Regions from separate parts of the Sus scrofa genome. Here region 2 is linked to region 1. A link is a contact called in public HiChIP or PLAC-seq data. All regions are on one chromosome and are shown on one strand. Each heading gives the region's core, a stretch centred on a gene start, on an enhancer-like site or on the middle of the called end of the contact. The rest is flanking DNA. Distances are from core to core; before and after follow the strand shown.

What was found. HiChIP or PLAC-seq counts read pairs in DNA pulled down with a chosen protein or histone mark.
Region 2: an H3K27ac HiChIP or PLAC-seq map of skeletal muscle shows a contact between it and region 1, with 12 times the contacts expected there. The contact joins two enhancer-like sites. A contact is called at or near these places in 3 of 47 Hi-C or Micro-C datasets (psoas muscle and skeletal muscle) and 1 of 2 datasets of contacts at active chromatin or transcription factors (skeletal muscle).

What each region holds. Positions count from the first base shown.
Region 1 is chr13:126,931,735-126,937,818 of Sscrofa11.1, reverse strand. The region is part of intron 1 of LOC106505765 (a long non-coding RNA gene); the gene reads left to right. Among named protein-coding and RNA genes, the nearest start is that of TP63, 180 kb to the left of the region's middle. Within about 2 kb of position 4,103, at least 1 of the 83 cell types and tissues checked has an H3K27ac peak or open chromatin away from gene starts, as enhancers often do. A contact at or near this core is called in skeletal muscle, where this site is marked.
Region 2 is chr13:127,266,262-127,272,374 of Sscrofa11.1, reverse strand. All of the region lies in intron 5 of TP63 (tumor protein 63), which reads right to left. Among named protein-coding and RNA genes, the nearest start is that of TP63, 150 kb to the right of the region's middle. Within about 2 kb of position 4,399, at least 2 of the 83 cell types and tissues checked have an H3K27ac peak or open chromatin away from gene starts, as enhancers often do. A contact at or near this core is called in skeletal muscle, where this site is marked.

The DNA of each region.
Region 1 (6,084 bases), core at 2,854-5,353:
CTACGCCAGAGCCACAGCAACGCGGGATCCAAACCGCGTCTGCAACCTACACCACAGCTCACGGCAACGCCAGATCCTTAACCCACTGAGCAAGGCCAGGGATCGAACCCGCAACCTCATGGTTCCTAGTCGGATTCGTTAACCACTGAGCCACGACTGGAACTCCAAGATAATGCAATTATTAATCTTGAAAAGTATGGCTGACAGGAGTTAGAAGGGGGATGTGGTATAAAAATAAAACTAGGGAAATTAATTTCCTCTTTTCCAAAGTGAACAGCAGAGCAGCCCTATCTGAAGTTGGTGAAAAAAGAAACAAAGATATAAGTATATTTATAAGATCATAAGTAGTTTAACTTACATTTAAAGTTACAAATATAAGCAATAGAACTACATGAAAATGAAATATTGGAAAGAAATGAGAACTAATATAATAAGGTTAAATTTTCATCTTGCAAAATTTCAAACAATGTCATGTAACATTTTCAAATAAAAGTAATAGTGGTATAAGTGCATTATTTAGGGTTTTGGAAATAACCAGCAGATGAACTTAATCCATAAATGGCTAAATGTCCTGGACAGTGTGAAAAGCTAAGACAGAAGACTTGTGGTTGTCATTGGAAGCCTTAGTTTTCATGATGTGCATATTTTATTTTGAAAAATTCTAGATAGATATTAATTGCAAAAAAATTTATAAATTAAAAATCATTGAAATATGTCCATAACATTTACAAAAGAATGTTAGTTGTACTATGTTCATACATTCTCAACTGGATTTAGAAAACTATAGCTCAATAAGATAGTAAGTTATGTCCTTGTACGGAGTTTAATGCAGCCTTAAGAATGATTATGTGGGAGAGTTCCCATGCAGTGAATGGGATTGGTGGTTTCTCTGGAGTGCTAGCACCTAGGTTTAATCCCTGGCAGGGCGCAGTGGGTTAAGGATCCAGTATTGCCACAGCTGTGGTGCAGATCATAACTGTGGCTTGGATTTGATCCCTGGCCTGAGAACTCCATATGCCTCAAGGCACACAAGAAAGAAAGAATACTTATGTGGGGACATTGTACTGCCATAGATAGATTTCTAGCAAATGTTTGTTGGTGAGAGGAAGGAAGGTACCCAATATTTTTAGTATGATGACATATATAATAAGCAAACATTTCCTTTTCTATAGGAATAGATGTATTCAGGACTTCAGGGAATAGGTCTGGAAATGACAACAGTGTGATGGCAATTAGAAGAGGAACTTAAGCTGTAGGTAGTTTTTTTTTTTTTTTTTCTTCTACAAATTTCTTATTTTTTAAACAATTCATTTTTCTACTTTTCATTGTGGGAAGGTAAAGACACTAATACACTGAATCCCCATGTCTATATCTCCCAATTTTAATAATTATCAACTTAAACCCAATCTAATTATATCCCTACTCCTATCTATTTTCACCCTTTGTAAATAAGTTTGAAGAAAATCCCAGGCATGATATTATAAGTAAATTTTCATATAATTATCCATATTTTAAAAATTCATCATTTAATTCATGAAGTATCCAGCCAGTGTTCAATATTCCAAAAGATTCATAAATGCACATTTTTACAATTTATTAGTTCATCATTATCTGATATGTCTTGATTTTCTAATGTTTTAATTTGTGTCATGAAATATTTAAAATACACAAAAATATGGAAAATAATTAACAGGCATGCATATAAACACCAACCAGATTTCTATGTTGTTATGTTTTGCCATATTGGCGTCAGAATTTTAAAGAAATAAAAACATATTTAGGGAGAAATAAATACAATCATTCTTTTTAAGAAATACAACATGTTTTCAAAGACATAAAATTGCTGAGAAATAAAAGTTCAGGATACAAATTTATCCTACAATTTCCTAAAATTCTATTCCCCCTTTTTCTCCCTAGGAATCATATCTGTTTTGCTGTTCATATATATCCTTCCCACAATATGATTTATAAGCTTAATACATACATAAGCATGTACAAATAATGTCTTTTACTTAATTTAAAACAATTTAAATGTTAATATATTGTATGTATCCAATGATATCTCTTTTTCACCCTAACATTATGTTTCTGGTAATTATCTTTTTTTGGGGGCCGCATCCACGGCATACAGAGGATCCAGGCTAAGGGTCAAATCAGAGTTGCAGCTGCCAGCTTACACCACAGCCACAGCAACACCAGATCCAAGCCGTGTCTGCAACTCATACCACTGCTCATGGCAACACTAGATCCTTAACCCACTGAGTGAGAATCAAACCCACCTCCTAGTTGGGTTCTTTACCGCTGTGCCATGACTAGAACTCCTGATAATTATCCATCTTGATACATGAAGATTAAGTTCAGTTATTTTCATTGCTGCCTAGAATTTCACTGGGTTTATATATTCATTCACCTACTGAATATCATTCACCAACTTCCGTCTTACAAATTCTATCATAATGATTATTCTTGAACATATTTCTTCATGTAGGTATATAAGCATTCCTCTAAGTAATAGTCCTAAAAATGATTTTTTCAGTCATAAGAGTATGATATTTTCAAATGTATTTGATATTCCCAAATACCATTGCTAATGATTTTCCCAATTTGCTCTCCCACCAGTGGGATGTCTTTGATACTTTCCAAGTTTTTAATTTGCTAGTCTAATAGTTGTGAATTTCACTATGATTTCAATTAACTTTCTCTGACTGCTAGAGGAGTTTCAGATATGTATTGGCCTTTCAGTTTTCTCTTTTTTCAAAATTCCTATATTTAATATTTAGTCATATTTCTATTGGGTTATTTGACATTTTCTCATTAATTTTAGAAGTTTCTTATAAATTAAGGACACAGTTTTCATTATTCATTATCATTTATTTGAGTTTCAAGAGTCTTCTTTCAGTCTTCCACTTGCTCTTGTACACTATATCATCATAAAAAAGTTTTAAATTTTAATATAGTCAAAACTATCAATATTTTTTTTATGGTTTGTGCTTTCTTGGATTTGTTTATAGAATCCTCACTAATTCTAATATCACTAACATATTCTATATCTTCTAATTTTTTTAAAGTTCCAAGTTTTACATTTTGATTTTTATAATAAAATATATTCATCTATTACTTCTATAATAATTACTAAAAAGATAGAAAATAAAAGTCATCCATAATTTTAGCCCTCAGAAACCAAGTGCTTGTAAACATTTATCTTATTTACTTCCAGTTTCAATTCTGTACACATGTCCCTTGTTATATAAGTAGGATTAAACATTACTTAAAATTTTATACATTTTTTTCATTGAGCATCACTTACTAATATTTTTTAAATTTATAATAATTCACCGAAAGAGGGGTTGAGACTGGAATATCCAGAGATGGCAAGGTTTGGAGAGGGAACCTGAATGAAAAATTTACTTTATAGTATGTATTTGGGATACCTGCAATCCAAACCATGTACATGAATTAGCTCTTTTGTTTTTATTTAGCCCCTTTGAGTTCCTCCACTGTGGGACCCTCCATAGCCTTCCAATAATTGTTACTCATATGTTCCTTTAGGTCACAGACAACATTTACTCATCTTTGTAGCACTAACTGGACCCAGCAAGTAGTAGGTCTTCATGAAATATAGAAAGGAAAGTGGTAAAATGAACATTGAATTAGGAGTGAGGAGACCTAAATTCTAGTTCAGTGAGTAGCTACTAAGTACTATCTTTAAACGAATTTCTTCTGAGACCCAGTTCTTTCATCTCTAAATTGAGGGGAAGGGACTAAGTGACCTGTAAATTTCCTATCTCCTCTGCTACTCCAGGATCTCTGTTCCTTTAAGAAGAAAAGTATTTATGGGATCCATAAATATTCTTTAAAATATTTATATTCCGTGATACTGCTAAGTAGCCCAGGCTTTCAACAACCTACGACATCTAACAGTAACAGGTGTTTACTTAAACACAGATGGAAGTTGTGGCCCTTTAAGAGTGCCAATTTTTCAGTAGAGATGTCCTTGCAGGTTTGGATAGATGAGCTGTTTTCTGGTAAGTAGCCATCAGCATACCAGAGAGTGAGCTTAACATAAGATACCCATTGGATCTCTGTTACCACTGAGATTTCTGGCAGGATATGGGACCAAGTCATTTCCTGGCTCCTTTGCCTTCCATCTGTCCCATGGTCTCCAACCTACTAAAGGGAGTTTGTGATTACATCTCCCTCTAGTGACTAAAACCTTTGCATAATGCAAAGTCTCCTCTGGCACATGAGAAAGAATATTTGGCTAGAAATATAAAAATGAAAAAAGAATATACTGTCCCTTTGATAATTTGAGGAATATCCTTTCACTGTTGCTCTGTGAGAGGAGCAAAGTTCCTCATGTATTTCACTTTGCATTGAGAGAACTAACACTCAGCAGGCATTTTGTGTGTGTGTGTTCATGTCTAAAAACCAAATAGTCAGGAGTTTTCCCCAATAATATAATGCCCCATACCAACCATCAACTAAAGTCTCATATAAACATAGGACAATACAATCCCCAGTGCAAATATACACGGAAAAAAAAATCTCTCTTCTACTCATTCTATGTGTGGTTGTCCAGAAAATTGGTACTGGTTGAAACATCCATAGAATAATTTTTTATACTAAGGAAATAAATATATCAGGAATACAAAATTTCAACCCAATAACATACATTCATAAGAGAAATTAATAATAGTTCACCAAGGTTAACCAAAACCAATGGTTGGAGAAATAAGTTAGACCAGACAGAAGGCAGTTCATCTTTTGCGACTCTGCTTTGCTGTAAGAAAACTGGTAGAAATGGCACCATATGAATTTGCACCTGCTTTCTGCAATAGTTCATTGTGGTTCAGTGGAAAATGTTAGGCAAGCAAATAGGTTGTTTTCTCCCTATTTTATTTGCGATTAGCACTGCGGTGACTGTCCAGTGTATATCACAAACCAAATAAGGAGGAAACCTCTCCTGCGTTGGCACAGAACTTGCTTGAGGTCTCATAAGCAAGGGGCCAAACCAGTGACCTCATCCTGAGACTCTAACCTCAGGATGTCTCACCTTTCACATCAAATACCCTAATCCCTCTATTCAGTACAACCTCAGGTCAAGGGATTAGGCTGGCCTGGATCTTAAAGAATTTGTGATCACAAACAGGTTCATTTCAGGAGCCTTCTTTTCATGAAACTGGTATATCTGAAATGGAAGCTAGGCTAGGAGCTGGGCTCTGGGGAAGAAGGGCTTTTCACCAGCTCTCTGGGAAGTCCCTCTGGTTTCGAAGTTCCATTTCTCAGTTCATTTTACGAAGGTCTTAGTACAGCTGGCCCTGTCATTTTAGACCCACATGGTCGGGTTTTTTTCACCATTGACCTTGCAGATGAACAACTGAAGAAGTCAAGTCTGTGATGTCCAGTCACTTGCATTCATTGGATTGGCCCAGATGTTAGAAAATAACTTGTCAATTTTCTTAATTTTACAGCACAGTAAATGAAGGGCTAGAGTGGATAAAATTCCCAAAATCACACAGAAAGAGTAGCACTAGAAGCTGTATCTCAAGATCCAAGGACAGAGTCTTTTGTATCTTGCTATATTGTCCCCGTCCCCCAAACAGACCAGAGATCACACTTCCAAATAAACATAGATTTATTTTTATCCATTCGAAATAGTCCTTTTAGAAGTTTACAGATATTTTTTAATGATTTTTATTTTTTCCATTATAGTTAGTTTACAGTGTTCTGTCAATTTTCTAGTGTACAGCAAAGTGACCCAGTCATACATACATATATACATTCTTTTTCTCACATTATCCTCCATCATGCTCCATCATAAGTGACTAGATACAGTTCCCAGTGCTATATAGTAGGATCTCATTGCTTATCCATTCTGAAGGCAATAGTTTGTGTCTATTAACCCCAGAATTTACAGATATTTTAATAATGCTACTATTATTCAAAACCTATTTAGAATTCCAGGGAGCATTATACCTAGTCTATGGCACATCATTGGTGATTTCCTTTTACCAGGCTGTTAAATGATTAAGGGCCCAGTCTTCAGTTTTGCCTGTATCTCTAATACTTAGCAATATCTTGCTA
Region 2 (6,113 bases), core at 3,150-5,649, 330 kb before region 1:
GCAAATATGGAGTTCCTGTCACGGCTCAGCAGGTTAAGAACCTGATTAGTATCCATGAAGATGCTGGTTCAATCCCTGGCCTTGCTCAGTGGGTTAAAGGATCTAGCACTGCCATGAGCTGTGGTTGTAGGTTGCTGGGGTGGCTCAGATCTGGCGTTGCTGTGGCTGTGGTTGTGGTGTAGGCTGGTAGCTGGAGCTCCAATTCAACTCCCAGCCCAGGAACTTCCATATGCCGTAGGTGCAGCCCTAAAAATAAATGAATAAATGAATAAATAAACGAATAAATGGTAAACCTCAAAAGACTGCCTGAATTGTAAGCATGATGTGGTACTCATGCAGGTAAATCTAAAGACGAAAATACAGGATAAGATAAGAACACACTGTGTTTTCAGAGCTTCACCTCGCAGGCTCCCGAAGTAGTTCATAAACTTTAATGAAACCTCCTAGCTATCCTTCCAAGTAAGTATCACAATATCCATTTAACAAATAGGCACAGACAGAATCACTTGCCCCAGATCAAACAGCCTGTCAGTAGATACCCATAAGCTGTCCTTCTGAGTTCTGTGTCCCACTTAATGAGCCACACTCTTCAGGAGCTTGTCAGATGACTTTTCAAATTTAAATGAGGATCCTTAAGTTAAACAATTATGATTCTCCTTATTTAATACAACTTGGAAACCACTCAAAAAAAAGTCTTTTGAAATGGTGCTCTCATATTCGTTTTATTTTCTATAAGATTGAGTGTGGATGATACTGGTTAAATAGCATTAAAAGTAAAACAAAAATGCAAACTAAAGGAGTAACCCACAAAAGAACACCTATTTGATGAACTTGAAGATGTAAAACTAACTCCACATAAAACAACTGGAAGTTACCATGCACTTCTTCAGACCCTTCTAATACAGTAACAAGGCGGCAAATTACACTGTTTTGCTTTTTTTCACTAAGAGATCATGAGTCTTCGTTATTAGATCCAAACTAAAATGAAAAGGCTCATTCTATCTGTAAAGTGAGAATCTCTCCCTAATCTACCTCACAATACATTAGATCTAGGCTCTCTGGCTATTCTCAATTTCCTTTAAACTTCAGCTGAGGGGACCCTGATAATGAGGTCGCAATTTTTATTAAAACTCATGGAAGAGTCTGTTTCACAAATACTACATATCACTTACATGTGGAATCTAAAACGTGGCACAATGAACCTATCTACAAAACAGAAACAAGACTCAGAGACTAGAGAAAAGACTTGTGATTGCGGAGGGTGGGGGGAGTGGTGAGGGAGTGGGATGGAGGGGGAGTTTGAGGTTAGTAGATGCAAACTGTTACATTGAGAATAGATTAACACTGAGGTCCTACTGTACAGCACAGGGAACTCTTTCCAGTCTCTTGGGACAGACCATGATGGAAGATAATATGGGAAAAAGAATGTGTATATATATATATATATATATATATATATATATACCTATATATATCTCTCTCTATATATATGTGTGTGTGTGTGTGTCTATGTGTGTGTGTGTCAGGTATGTGTGACTGGGTCACTATGCTGTACAGCAGAAATTAACACAATGCTGTAAATCCACTATACTCTAAGTAAAAAAAAAAAAAAAAAAAAAAAAAAAAAGGCCATGGAAGAGATGGCTGCTAAGATCAGTACCGTTAGGCCCCTGTGTGCCTAATTCTAGTTACTCCACAAACTATTCCATGTCTACAGAACATCTGCAGGGCTTCAAAGAGTTTTAAAGATTCTCCTTGTATTCCACAGGAACCTTTTCTTTAATCTCAAAAAATTAGAAGTTGTTGGGCAGAAAGCTACATTATCTCAAGTATCCTGGCTACAGAGACCTAATAGAGATACTGATCCTACAGATGTAAAACCATGAGGATTTATTTCTTGCACAGTTGCTTTTACTCATGACATGACAGCTGATTGCTACATACCTTTCATGAGAAAAATCCATCTGCCCTTCTCCACCAGAGGGGGCGGGGACACTTACACGACTTGGTCACACTATGGAAATGGCTAATATGGGGGAATGCAAACATGAGAAGGTGTAAAGCTCACATATGGGAAAGCACCGGGACCAGTAAATGGCACACATCATTCATTCAGGGCTGATCTGGAGGCACCTCTGTCAAACTTAATGATACACAGTATTTTTCTTGAGCCATTAAAAAAATACTATGACATTATTTTCTGTTTATTTTTTATTTATTTTTATTTTTTGTCTTTTTAGGTCCGCACCCGAGGCACATGGAGGTTCCCAGGCTAGGGGTCAAATTAGAGCCTATGCCAGAACCACACGGGATCCGAGCAAAGCCTGTGACCCTACACCACAGCTCATGGCAATGCTGGATCCTTAACCCACTAAGCAAGGCCAGGGATAGAACCTGCAACCTCATGGTTCCTAGTCAGATTCATTTCCACTGCACCACGATGGGAACTCCTATTCTCTGTTTATATCTCAATCTTCTGGTTACTTTTGCTCTGGCACACTCTCTATGTGCCAACTAAAAATCAGGCAGCAATTGCTAAGCTGAGAAAACTAATCTGAAGCCCTTTAAATTTCACTGTCCTTTTCTGAGGACAGCTTTGGCCAATTTTAGAGAGTTATGGAGTCCCATAAATCCTCTGATTAAAAAAACCAAACAAACAACCAAGATTCTTTTTTTATGCCAAGGATCCATTATTGCACATTATTATACTTTCATAAAATAAAATGTTATAGGAATGTGATGGTAGGGAAACAAATTGAGAAAGATCTTCTTTGATGATGTAGTACTCAGTTTATTGCAGGAAGGGATTAATCTATACAACTTTTGAAAGGAACAGAGAATTATTATTTCCTAATGGAATACTGCTGGCTCTAGTCTCCAGTTATTTTATTTAAACTTTAATTATCATCCCTTGTCACTGTTAAGTAAACCACAGGGATGACATTCAGTCAGACTATTGTTTTGTTTGGTCTGGTTTTCACAACTAAAAAAAATAACAATAATATCATTTAAAGATCTGGAAATACTGCATGCAAATTGAGGTTTCTAGATGCTCTTGAAAATTTGATCTTTTAACTCCAGTTCTGCCTTCCCCCAGGACACCAGGCTGGAGGTGCAAAGCACATACCCCTGTGGACAAGGTAGGGTAGGGCTTATCAGGCCACTGTCCCCATCCTCACCATTTGACTCATTTACCCTATCCCCAGTCCCACAGATATTTGGGTTTTCCACCTCCAAGGTAGTCTATTACTAGTAAAAGCGATTTGTTCAAGAAACAGGCCTGATGTTCTGATTCCTGTTCTTGATAGAAACTGCCATAGTAATTTATTTGTATCATAATCCTCCTCATAATAATTCATCATTCTGGGAAACCAAAGCTACAGAGAAAAAACAAAGTATTGACTGGCTGGTAATACCTACAAAACCAAACTGACTACTATGAATGATAACATAAGTGAAAAAGAAGAGGAAAAGGAAGAGGAGGAAGAAGGGGGGGCAAGATTGGAGGAGGAGGAAAAGGAGCAGGACAAAGAATAAGGAAAAAAGGGAGGGCTGCTTTTATTCTTTTTGTAATATAAAAAGAAAGGCAAGCTTAATTAAAATTTGCTGTTTATTTCTTCTTAATCAGTGGTTGGTTCTCATAATACTAATGCAATAAATAAATATTATTCTTTTTCTTTTAAATAGAAACTCTATGGTACATCCAGTAAATCACTCAGAATAGTGTGGGAGGGCCCTCGACATTAGACTAGATGAAACTGGCTTATCACAAATACATTAGCCTAGAGTTACTTTAAATAACTTAGGGCAAACTGGCTGATTAAGTTATTCTGCTCTGGAATGGCATGATACCCCTGCAGCATGGCTTACAAAGGAAATTCACTTTCGAATCCAAAACCTAGAGTTAAGTAAGTAACATGAACCGTAACTAAGAATCTCCAAGTCCTTTGTTCAGGCCCTTCTTCCTCAATATTCTAAAAACTGAGAAACAGCTTGGATAACAGTTGACAGTGCTCAATGTTATTATTTTCATTGTCATGGGAAGGGCCCAAAAACACACTCCTAGGTGTACCTCCAGAGATTTATAGGACAGCTATGGCAAGAAGTGAAAATAACCTTGTTATGATTAACAAATGGACCCCTGTCAAGAGCCCAGTCTATCGACTTCTGTCCCTCAGGAATGAAATCTAACAGCCACTCAATTTGAAGACAAGCCCCAGAGTTAAGGCTCCCACACAGATGGGAGAAGTGTTTCCTTTGTGTAAGGAAGCTAATAAATCATGTTCACCATGGAAAAGTTTGTCTGTACATCATGTCCTTTGACGGGCTATTCTTAAGAGTCCCAGGATTCCAGAGGGCCACGCAATGGGCTGGCTTGCATTAGGTTTCTGCAGAGCTGGCAGCCTTTTTCTGGAAGTCTTACATTACAGGTAACCTGATGACAGGGAGGGTGGGCCACAGGCATGGCATCTCAGCTCGCCTGCCTGTGGAGGAGCCAAGGGGAACGAGCTTGCGAGACCGATATGCTGGGATCAATGAAACTCTCTGGGGGAACTGGCTGTTCCCCTTTCAAATGCCACATCCCTAATCTCTCCACTTGCTCAAGTCAGATGCTTCAAAGCTCTGAACAGAACACGAGGCTAGCATGATTAGGAAAGGCAAAGGAAGAAGGCTCTCCACATCATGGGTGCAGGCAAAAGGCATCAAGCTCACAGGCAGCTAACAATCAAGATCAGAATGGAGAAATACTGCTCGGAAGTGGAATCGTTTCCTTGTACCATGAGATGAAAACGATGTTTTTAAAATATATTTATTAAAGGCCTACTATATGCTGGACATGGTTCTGAGTACCAGGTCAAGGTGTCTGCCCTATAAGACTGTGAAGTCTATAAAAGGAAAATGTCCCAAGAGCAAAAAGTGATATATGTCCAAAGGCCAGGGTCGCTATCTCAGATTGAGCACAACAGAAAAACATTAACCTGAGCATTTTCCCAGGGTTTGCACACGGATAATGCTGTGTGTCATGCATGGGCTGCGGAGAAAACAGGTCTCAAACTGTCAAAGATGTGTGAGGCCGATAATCAAGATATACGTGACCTATATTCGCCAAAACAGCCTTGTCCCTGGAGTCCAGCAAACAAAACTATTTTGCCCCCAGAAGTGGTGTCCTCACCAGTCCTCTCAAAGCCCAACGAGGTGCCATTGAAAGCTTATCTTGTCCTCGCCAGCAACACCAAAAGTATTCCACATCAGTACCTATGATTCTTGTGAATGGCCACAGAATACTCTGTCATGTGCATATGCCACAATTTAGGTAACCAGTTCCCCACTGGTGAGTGTAAGGTTGTCTCCAATACTTTTGCTATCACAGATCCACTGTTATTCTATATTTGACATTGAGAATTTTTTAAAAGACATCCCTATATAAACGAAGGGGCAGATTAAAGATGAGAAATAAATGCTGGAAATCAACATGTTCTAAAAGCTGGAAAAGACCTTTCCTAGTGCTGGCCAGGAGAGCCTGCATCTGTTTGGACAGGCTTAAGGAAGCAGCACAGCTGGCCTGTATAAGTCTGCATATGGAGAGCCTGTTATCATCCTATGCCATTTAGTCATATATTTGAGTAGTGGATAATATCACTGTCCTTTGGGGCTGGAGTATGCATGTTGATAGCCCACAAGCACAAAGAAAAAAAAAAAAAAGAGTCAAAGACATCTTGCTTTGCTTTCTTTCAAATGATTACTTCTTAAGCAATTGAACCCTCAACAAAACTATAACAGGTGTTCCCACTGTGGCCCAGTGAGTAAAGGATCTGGTGGTGTTTCTAGCTGTGGCATAGGTCACAGCTCAGCTTGGATTTGATCCCTGGCCTAGGAACTTCCATATGCCACTGGTGCAGCAGAAAAAGGAAAAACAAACAATCAAAAAATATAATAAACTGGTGAAGCAAAAGAATTCAAATTTAGACAGTAAACACACGTGTGCCTATGACTAGCCTAGTCCTTACACATGGTGTGTAATCATCACCATAAGGAAAGCAGTGAACTGTAAGGAAAAGGTGAACATCCTCATTTGCCAGGGCAAAAATTGAGGTTTAAAGAGACTGAACTCT